Regions from separate parts of the Macaca mulatta genome. Here region 2 is linked to region 1. The links are chromatin contacts, called in public Hi-C maps. All regions are on one chromosome and are shown on one strand. Each heading gives the region's core, a stretch centred on a gene start, on an enhancer-like site or on the middle of the called end of the contact. The rest is flanking DNA. Distances are from core to core; before and after follow the strand shown. Region 1 holds the start of ZNF26 (zinc finger protein 26). Region 2 holds the start of ZNF84 (zinc finger protein 84).

Region 1 (3,633 bases), core at 388-2,887:
TTTTAAAGCTACAAAAATCAAGACAGTGTGGTAGTGTGGTATTAGTGAAAGAACAAATAGACCAACAGAACTCAATAAAGAGCCCAGAAATAGACCCATATAAATATAGTCAACTGATCTCTGACAAAGGAACAAACTCACAGGGGGGAAATATCCACTCCTAACTTTCTCTCACTTCTTTAGCACCACAGCCTTCCTCACTGTGTCCTTTCCTTTCATTAACTTGAGTCCTCACCTCGGTCCTCTTGAGGGTTCTAGTTGGTCACACTCTGAGCTTCCACGAATACAGTAAGGTGTCTTTAGATATTTCCAGTTTAGACCTCCCATGTGAGTTACAGGCTGAAATATAGGCATTGGATATTCAACACCTGCGAAAGTCTCTCCCAGGGTCCCTCTTCTAACAGCTTTCCTAGTCTCCAGCTGTATAGCTCAGTGGCAGAGCACAACATCCGGCAACGTCGTCGCCACCACTCACCGAGTGCAATGGATTTGGCAATCAAGTCCCTTGTAAAGTCTCCCCTCTGGTTCACTCCGTCAATCATTCATAAAGTCCAGATGATCCCCTGGCCCGCCCCTTACCTCTTGGACTCTCGAGCTCCGCTCCTAGCCTTTTCTCCCTACTCATACACCTGTAATTGTGTCCACAGTTCACTAGACTACCCTCCCCACCAAACCAAAGCTCCTCTAAAATCAGGAACATACATAACTTATCTCTGCATTGCCAGCACCAGCTCTAGAGTTCAGCACACAAAAAGACACTCCATAAACAAGCATTTGGCCAAACGAAAGAGGAGGAACTGGTAATTTCTCCAACGAAGTTCCAACGGTCTGCGTAAGACAACTTTCTGTAGAAAACACGAAAAGATGGAGGATCCTCAGATTTCAGGGCCCGCAGCTGGCAATGAAGTGCTGTATAATTGCCCGTCACAGATTACCACGAGGCACGTTTCTGCAGGACCAGAGCTTGGGTGAGCTTTAGAGGAGCTTCGGTTTGGCGGGGAGGGTAGTCTAGTGAACTATGGACACAATTACAGGTGAACGTGAGTTCAGTTCCCGGGAGTAACCCTGCAGAGATCAACGTGGCCACCCTCAGTATCCAGTCGACTTTTAAACACGGAAAGTCTCTACTTACCCAGCACGAAGCTGTCCGGAAACTGGTGGCCATCCCCACGCCCACGTTCGTGCGCTGCCTAGGGGGCAGGACCCGCGGGCTGCGGAGAGACCGCGAGGGATGCGTCCGCACGAAGACAGGTGCGGGTCCTGGGCCCCAGGCACCTGACCGTCCCGGGGCTGAGTCGCTCGCAGGGACGCCGGCTCCTCAGCTCTCGCCCAACGCGGAGCGCGCGTGACTAGACGGCCTCCCGGTCTGGGTACCAGGAGTCGCACCGATGGATTTGTGCCGTTCAGCAGCCCTGACTCGGGAGAGCAGGCGGCTAGCCTGGCTCCGTCCACGCCCCGAACCGACGGAGGTGTTTAGCTGGTCAAGTCCCTGGTCTGCCCCGGATAATCCCAGCCGCTTAGCTCCGCGCCTCCGCGGTCACAGAGGCTAGCCAGGTTCACCCACTGGCCAGATTTCGGTCCACTGAGTCTAACCCGGAAACAGCCCCGCACGCGCGCACCCGACTAAGACAGGGTGTGTGGCGCACGCGGAAGTGCGTCATGCGTCGATGCGCCAGGACGCCACAGCGCCCGGAAAAACTACATCTCCCACAATCCTCGGCGAAGGCTCCCTAGTTACGGGCCTGACTTCCGGCTGCAGCGTATCTGGAGAGGGGCACAGCCTGACAGGAAAGGAAGGTTGGGAGGGGGCTCCGTCAGCGGCACCTGGTTCACCCTCCCCCGGCTGCGCCAGGTTCAGTACCATCCTCGGAGCCCGGACGCCCAGTTTCCCAGGGCCTGTAGAACTGAGTCAAAGTCTGACCCCAGCAGAGACGCAGGCGTGCTGAGGTCTTGATATCAAACAAGATAGGGTTCAGACCAGAAGGCACAGCAAAAAAGGACGCTTTGTAAAGCTAAAAGCTGCAATTCGTAGGGTTAAATAACAGTTTGGAAATCAGTGCACCAAATAATAGAGTAACCAACTTCATAAAGAAGAAACTATAGTAGATGTTAAAGACAAATAAATAGAACCACACCAATAATGAAACTGCCTTTGCAAAAATTATATCAGTGAGAAAATTATCGCCGTGGGGGAGGTCTAATCTAATCAAACCCGCGACCCCACGCGCCTTTGGCTCTTCTGGGCTTAGGCCAAGCTAACTTTGGAAGACACTTAGGTTATAGTTTAAATGATAACCCTTTTCCAAAACTCAACTGCCTTTGTAAACCTATGAGAGACCACAAAGCTGGGGGGAGGAGAGGAGCCTGAATTCTAAGATGTAGATTGGTCACAAGATATGCAGCTTCCCCAATTACTCCCACAGATAATACCACTATTGTAGATTAACCTTTCGAGATTTAAAAATGTGCAAAATGGCCAGGCGATGGCTCACGTCTGTAATCCCAGCACTTTGGAGGGCTGAGGTGGGTGGATCGCATGAGCCCAGGAGTTGGAGACTAGCCTGGGCAACATGACGAAACCTCGTCTCTACAAAACATATCAAAAGTCAGCCGGATGCAGTGGCATGCATCTGTAGTCTCAGCTACTTGGGAGGCTAAGGCAGCAGAATTGCTTGAGCCCGTGAGGCCGAGGTTGCAGTGAGCCGAGATTGCACCATTGTGCTCCAGCCTGGATGACAGGAGTGAAACCTGTCTCAAAAAAAAAAAAAGCCAAACATCTGAATAGACATTTCTCAAAAGAAGACATACAAATGGCAAACAGGTATATGAAAAGGTACACAATATCATTGATCATCAGAGAAATGCAAATCAAAACTACAATGAGATATTATCTCACCCCAGTTAAGATGACTATTATCCAAAAGACAAGCAATAATAAATGCTGGTGAGGTTATGGGGAAAAGGGAACACCTGTACACTCTTGGTGGGAATGTAAATTAGTACAACCACTGTGGAGAGTTTGGAGGTTCCTCAAAAAAATAAAAATAGAACTGCCATACAATCCAGCTATCCTACTCCTAGGTATGTACCCAAAAGAAAGAAAATCAGTATATTTAAGCGCTGTCTGCACTCCCTTGTTTATTGCAGCACTATTCACAATAGCCAAGATTTGGAAGTAACTGAAGTGCCAATCAACAGGTTAATGAATAAAGGAAATGTGATACATATACACAATGGAGTACTAGGAAGCCATAAAAAAGAATGGATCCTGTCATTTGCAACAACATGGATGGAACTGGAGATCATTATATTAAGTGAAATAAGCGAGGCAGAGAAAGACAAACTTCACATATTCTCACTTATTTGTGGGAGCCAAAAATTAAAACAATTGAACTCATGATGATGAAGAGTAGAAAGATGGTTACCAGCAGCTGGAGAGTAGTGGGACACTGGGGGGGATAGAAATGGTCATTCGGTAGAAAAAATAGAAAGAATAAGACCTAATATTTTCTAGCACAACAGGATATACTCAAAAATAATTTAATTGTACATTTTAAAATAACTAAAAGTATAATTGGATTGCTTGTAACACAAAGGATAAATGCTTGAGGATACCCCATTTTCCCTGATGTG
Region 2 (3,633 bases), core at 642-3,141, 53 kb before region 1:
CAGGCACACTAAACATATATTAGCTATAATTATTATTATAAAAGTAAAATATGATGGCAAAACATAAAAAATGTACACAAGCTAAATAAGAACTGTTATCTATGATCTCACCACAGGTAACCATTCTTGAGATGATGGAAACTATTGTGACATTTTTCATAAAATGGAAGCATAGGGTCATATTTAAAAACTGTTTTTGTTTTTTTCCCATTATGTGAAGAACATCTTTCCAGGTCAATAACCTTATTTCTGTAAGATATCAACAACTGGCCGGGCGCGGTGGCTCAAGCCTGTAATCCCAGCACTTTGGGAGGCCGAGGAGGGCGGATCACAAGGTCAGCAGATCGAGACCACAGTGAAACCCCGTCTCTACTAAAAATACAAAAAAATTAGCCGGGCGCGGTGGCGGGCGCCTGTAGTCCCAGCTACTCAGGAGGCTGAGGCAGGAGAATGGCGGGAACCCGGGAGGCGGAGCTTGCAGTGAGCCGAGATCGCGCCACTGCACTCCAGCCTGGGCAACAGCGTGAGACTCCGTCTCAAAAAAAAAAAAAAAAAAAAAAAGATATCAACAACTTATATAAAATAATGAAAAAATAAAATCCAACTCATAATTGAAAAAAAGTCATAAAATATGTAGGAATATCAAGATCCATATGAAGCATACTAAAAACACCAATGAAAACTATAAAAATAGAATTAAAGAAATTTATAATTCGATTTTATTTTAGGATAGGAAGACTTCATATTGTGAAGGTAATTTGACCTCAAATGATTTATATAACTCGTTCAACTCCACTCAGAATCTCAAAATTCTGAAGTTTACGTGTAAGGAAAAAGGTTCAAGAACAGTTTGAACACTTTTTTTTTTTTTTGAGACAGGGTCTTACTGTGTTGTCCAGGCCGAAGCGCAATGGCATAACCATAGCTCACTGCAGCCCTGAACTCCTGGGCTCAAGTGATCCTCCCACCTCCGCCTACAGAGTAGCTGGGGCTACAGGCATACCCTGGACGCTTTTGGAAATACAAAATAATGAATGTGAACAGGCCTACTGTAATACATATAAATTATAATAATTATAACATCTGACAGTGGCTTCAGAGAGGTTACACAGATGAAAAAAGCAGAACTGTCTATGCCAGAGTCAGCATGTAATAGATGTAGCACTTCAAAGCCATGAGTAAAACTAAATTATTTAATGAATACGAGAATATTTGAAAGAAAATAAAGGTAGCTATTTCATACAACTACTTCCAGATGGATTAAATTTTAAAATAATGGAAACCCTAAGAATGTCTTAAAAAAAAAAACAAACCACAGGTGAATTATATGCATAATTTGAGGGGAGATGTCGCCACACGATACAAAAGACAAAAGTAATTTAAAAAACTGTAAAACAGTCAATAAACGTAACCATTAAAAAATACAGGGCCAGGCATGGTGGCTCACACCTGTGCTTTAAAAGACTCTTTCGACACCGGCAGAGCCAGGCTGCGGGCGGATGCGGTCCAGCAGGGCAGCCGCGCCTCAGGGCCACGGCTCGGCAACGGGGCTGGCCCGCTGTCGAGGCCGAACGCACGCGAGGCCCACGCCGGCGCCTCCACGCCCGCCTGAAAGGACGCCCAGCAGCGGCGCCTCGGGAAAGGCCGTGCCCGCCCCACAGCCCAGAACCCGCGCGGCTCCGCGGCCCACGGCATCTTCACGAGCCGGCCCAGCCCCACCCCGCCCCAGCCCCGAGTCCGCGCGCGGACGTCCAGGACCTTGAAGCCGAAGCCCTCCGCGGCCACTCCCGCGCGCCTCCCCCGCCATCCCTGGAGCCCCCAGCGCCGGCCCCGCATTAAACGCACTAAACTCACAAAAGACGCCGCCGCCGAGTCGCGCTCGAGCACGCGCGCCCGCGGCCCCGCGATCACGTGATGCCGCCCGGTCCCGCGCCCCGCGCACGCGCCGGAGTCGCCGGCCTTTGTGCGCTCCCGCGGCTCCGAACGGGCCGGGACGAGTAGGGGACTGCAGACGAGCACACTCGCACGCGCGCACACGCGCACACTCCCCTCTCACGTGGCAGCGAAGGACAAAGAGGAAGAAAGGGCCGCCAGCAAGCTTTGCCACGAGTGCATATGCGCATGCGCGAAGGACGGAGCCACCGCGAACTCAACTTCCCAGGGTGCCCCGCATCCGGAAGTGCCTGTCGCCTGGAGACGCAGTGACGCCAAACTGGCTCACACGGTTTTCTGAGAAACATGAAGGGAAACCGAATCCACCAATACTCTTTTTTTTTTTTTTTTTGTTCTTTTTGAGACGGAGTCTCGCTCTGTCGCCCAGGCTGGAGTGCAGTGGCGCGATCTCGGCCCACTGCAACCTCCGCCTCCCGGGTTCAAGCAATTCTGCTGCCTCAGCCTCTCGAGTAGCTGGGACTACAGGCTCCCGCCGCCACGCCCGGCTAATTTTTTGTATTTTAGTAGAGACGGGGTTTCACCGTGTTGCCCAGGCTGGTCTCGAACTTTTGAGCTCAGGCAATCCGCCCGCCTCGGCCTCCCAAAGTGCTAAGATTACAGGCGTGAGCCACCTCGCCCGGCCCACCAATACTTTAAAAAGACAATTGGTTTGACTTCAGTTGAGGAAACCACAAAAACATAAATATATTTACGGAAAGAAGCTAAGAATTAACAGAAAAAAAGTAAAGCTGATCCATAACTCGAGTGGTAGGGAGAATTATAGGTAAGTCACGATGCTTATGAAAGAGAGATGGCGCCGGGGAGATGGAGGAGAGGAGAGAGATGAAAAAAGAGAAATAACTACAAACATAGGAAATTGAACGTGGAATCTTTTTTTTTTTTTTTTTTTGAGACGGAGTCTCACGCTGTTGCCCAGGCTGGAGTGCAGTGGCCGGATCTCAGCTCACTGCAAGCTCCGCCTCCTGGGTTCACGCCATTCTCCTGCCTCAGCCTCCTGAGTAGCTGGGACTACAGGCGCCCGCCACCGCGCCCGGCTAATTTTTTGTATTTTTAGTAGAGACGGGGTTTCACTGTGGTCTCGATCTCCTGACCTTGTGATCCACCCGCCTCGGCCTCCCAAAGTGCTGGGATTACAGGCTTGAGCCACCGCGCCCGGCCTGAACGTGGAATCTTAAAAAGGCAAACTCATAGAAACAGTGGAAGTGTGGTCACCAGAGGTCAGGTGGCGAGAGTGGGAAATGAGATGTTGGTCAGATTTTTTTTTTTTTTTTTTTTTTTTTTTGAGACGGAGTCTCGCTCTGCCGCCCAGGCTGGAGTGCAGTGGCCGGATCTCAGCTCACTGCAGGCTCCGCCTCCCGGGTTCACGCAATTCTCCTGCCTCAGCCTCCCCAGTAGCTGGGACTACAGGCGCCCGGCACCTCGCCCGGCTAGTTTTTTTTTTTTTTTTTTTGTATTTTTTTAGTAGAGACGGGGTTTCACTGTGTCAGCCAGGATGGTCTCATCTCCTGACCTCGTGATCCGCCCGCCTCGGCCTCCCAAAGTGCTGGGATTACAGGCTTGAGCCACCGCGCCCGGCCGGTCAGATGTTTTAAAAAGAGAACAAACTTGCAGTTATAACATGAATAAGTTCTGGAGACCTAATGGACAGCATGGTGACTACAGTTTATAATGTATTGTATA

What was found. Hi-C and Micro-C count contacts between places; a contact is called where the count stands out from the background.
Region 2: a contact with region 1 is called in a Hi-C map of cortical neurons, with 2.1 times the contacts expected there. The contact joins the promoter of ZNF84 here to the promoter of ZNF26 in region 1. A contact is called at or near these places in 3 of 14 Hi-C or Micro-C datasets (CD4 T cells, blood and cortical neurons).

The regions. Positions count from the first base shown.
Region 1 is chr11:140,324,852-140,328,484 of T2T-MMU8v2.0, reverse strand. ZNF26 (zinc finger protein 26) reads right to left here and starts at 1,637. Exons shown (of 4, transcript XM_077955944.1): 1 at 1,133-1,637. All of the region lies in intron 1 of ZNF268 (zinc finger protein 268), which reads right to left.
Region 2 is chr11:140,378,583-140,382,215 of T2T-MMU8v2.0, reverse strand. It overlaps ZNF84 (zinc finger protein 84), which reads right to left and starts at 1,891. Exons shown (of 5, transcript XM_077955926.1): 1 at 1,759-1,891. All of the region lies in intron 1 of ZNF268 (zinc finger protein 268), which reads right to left.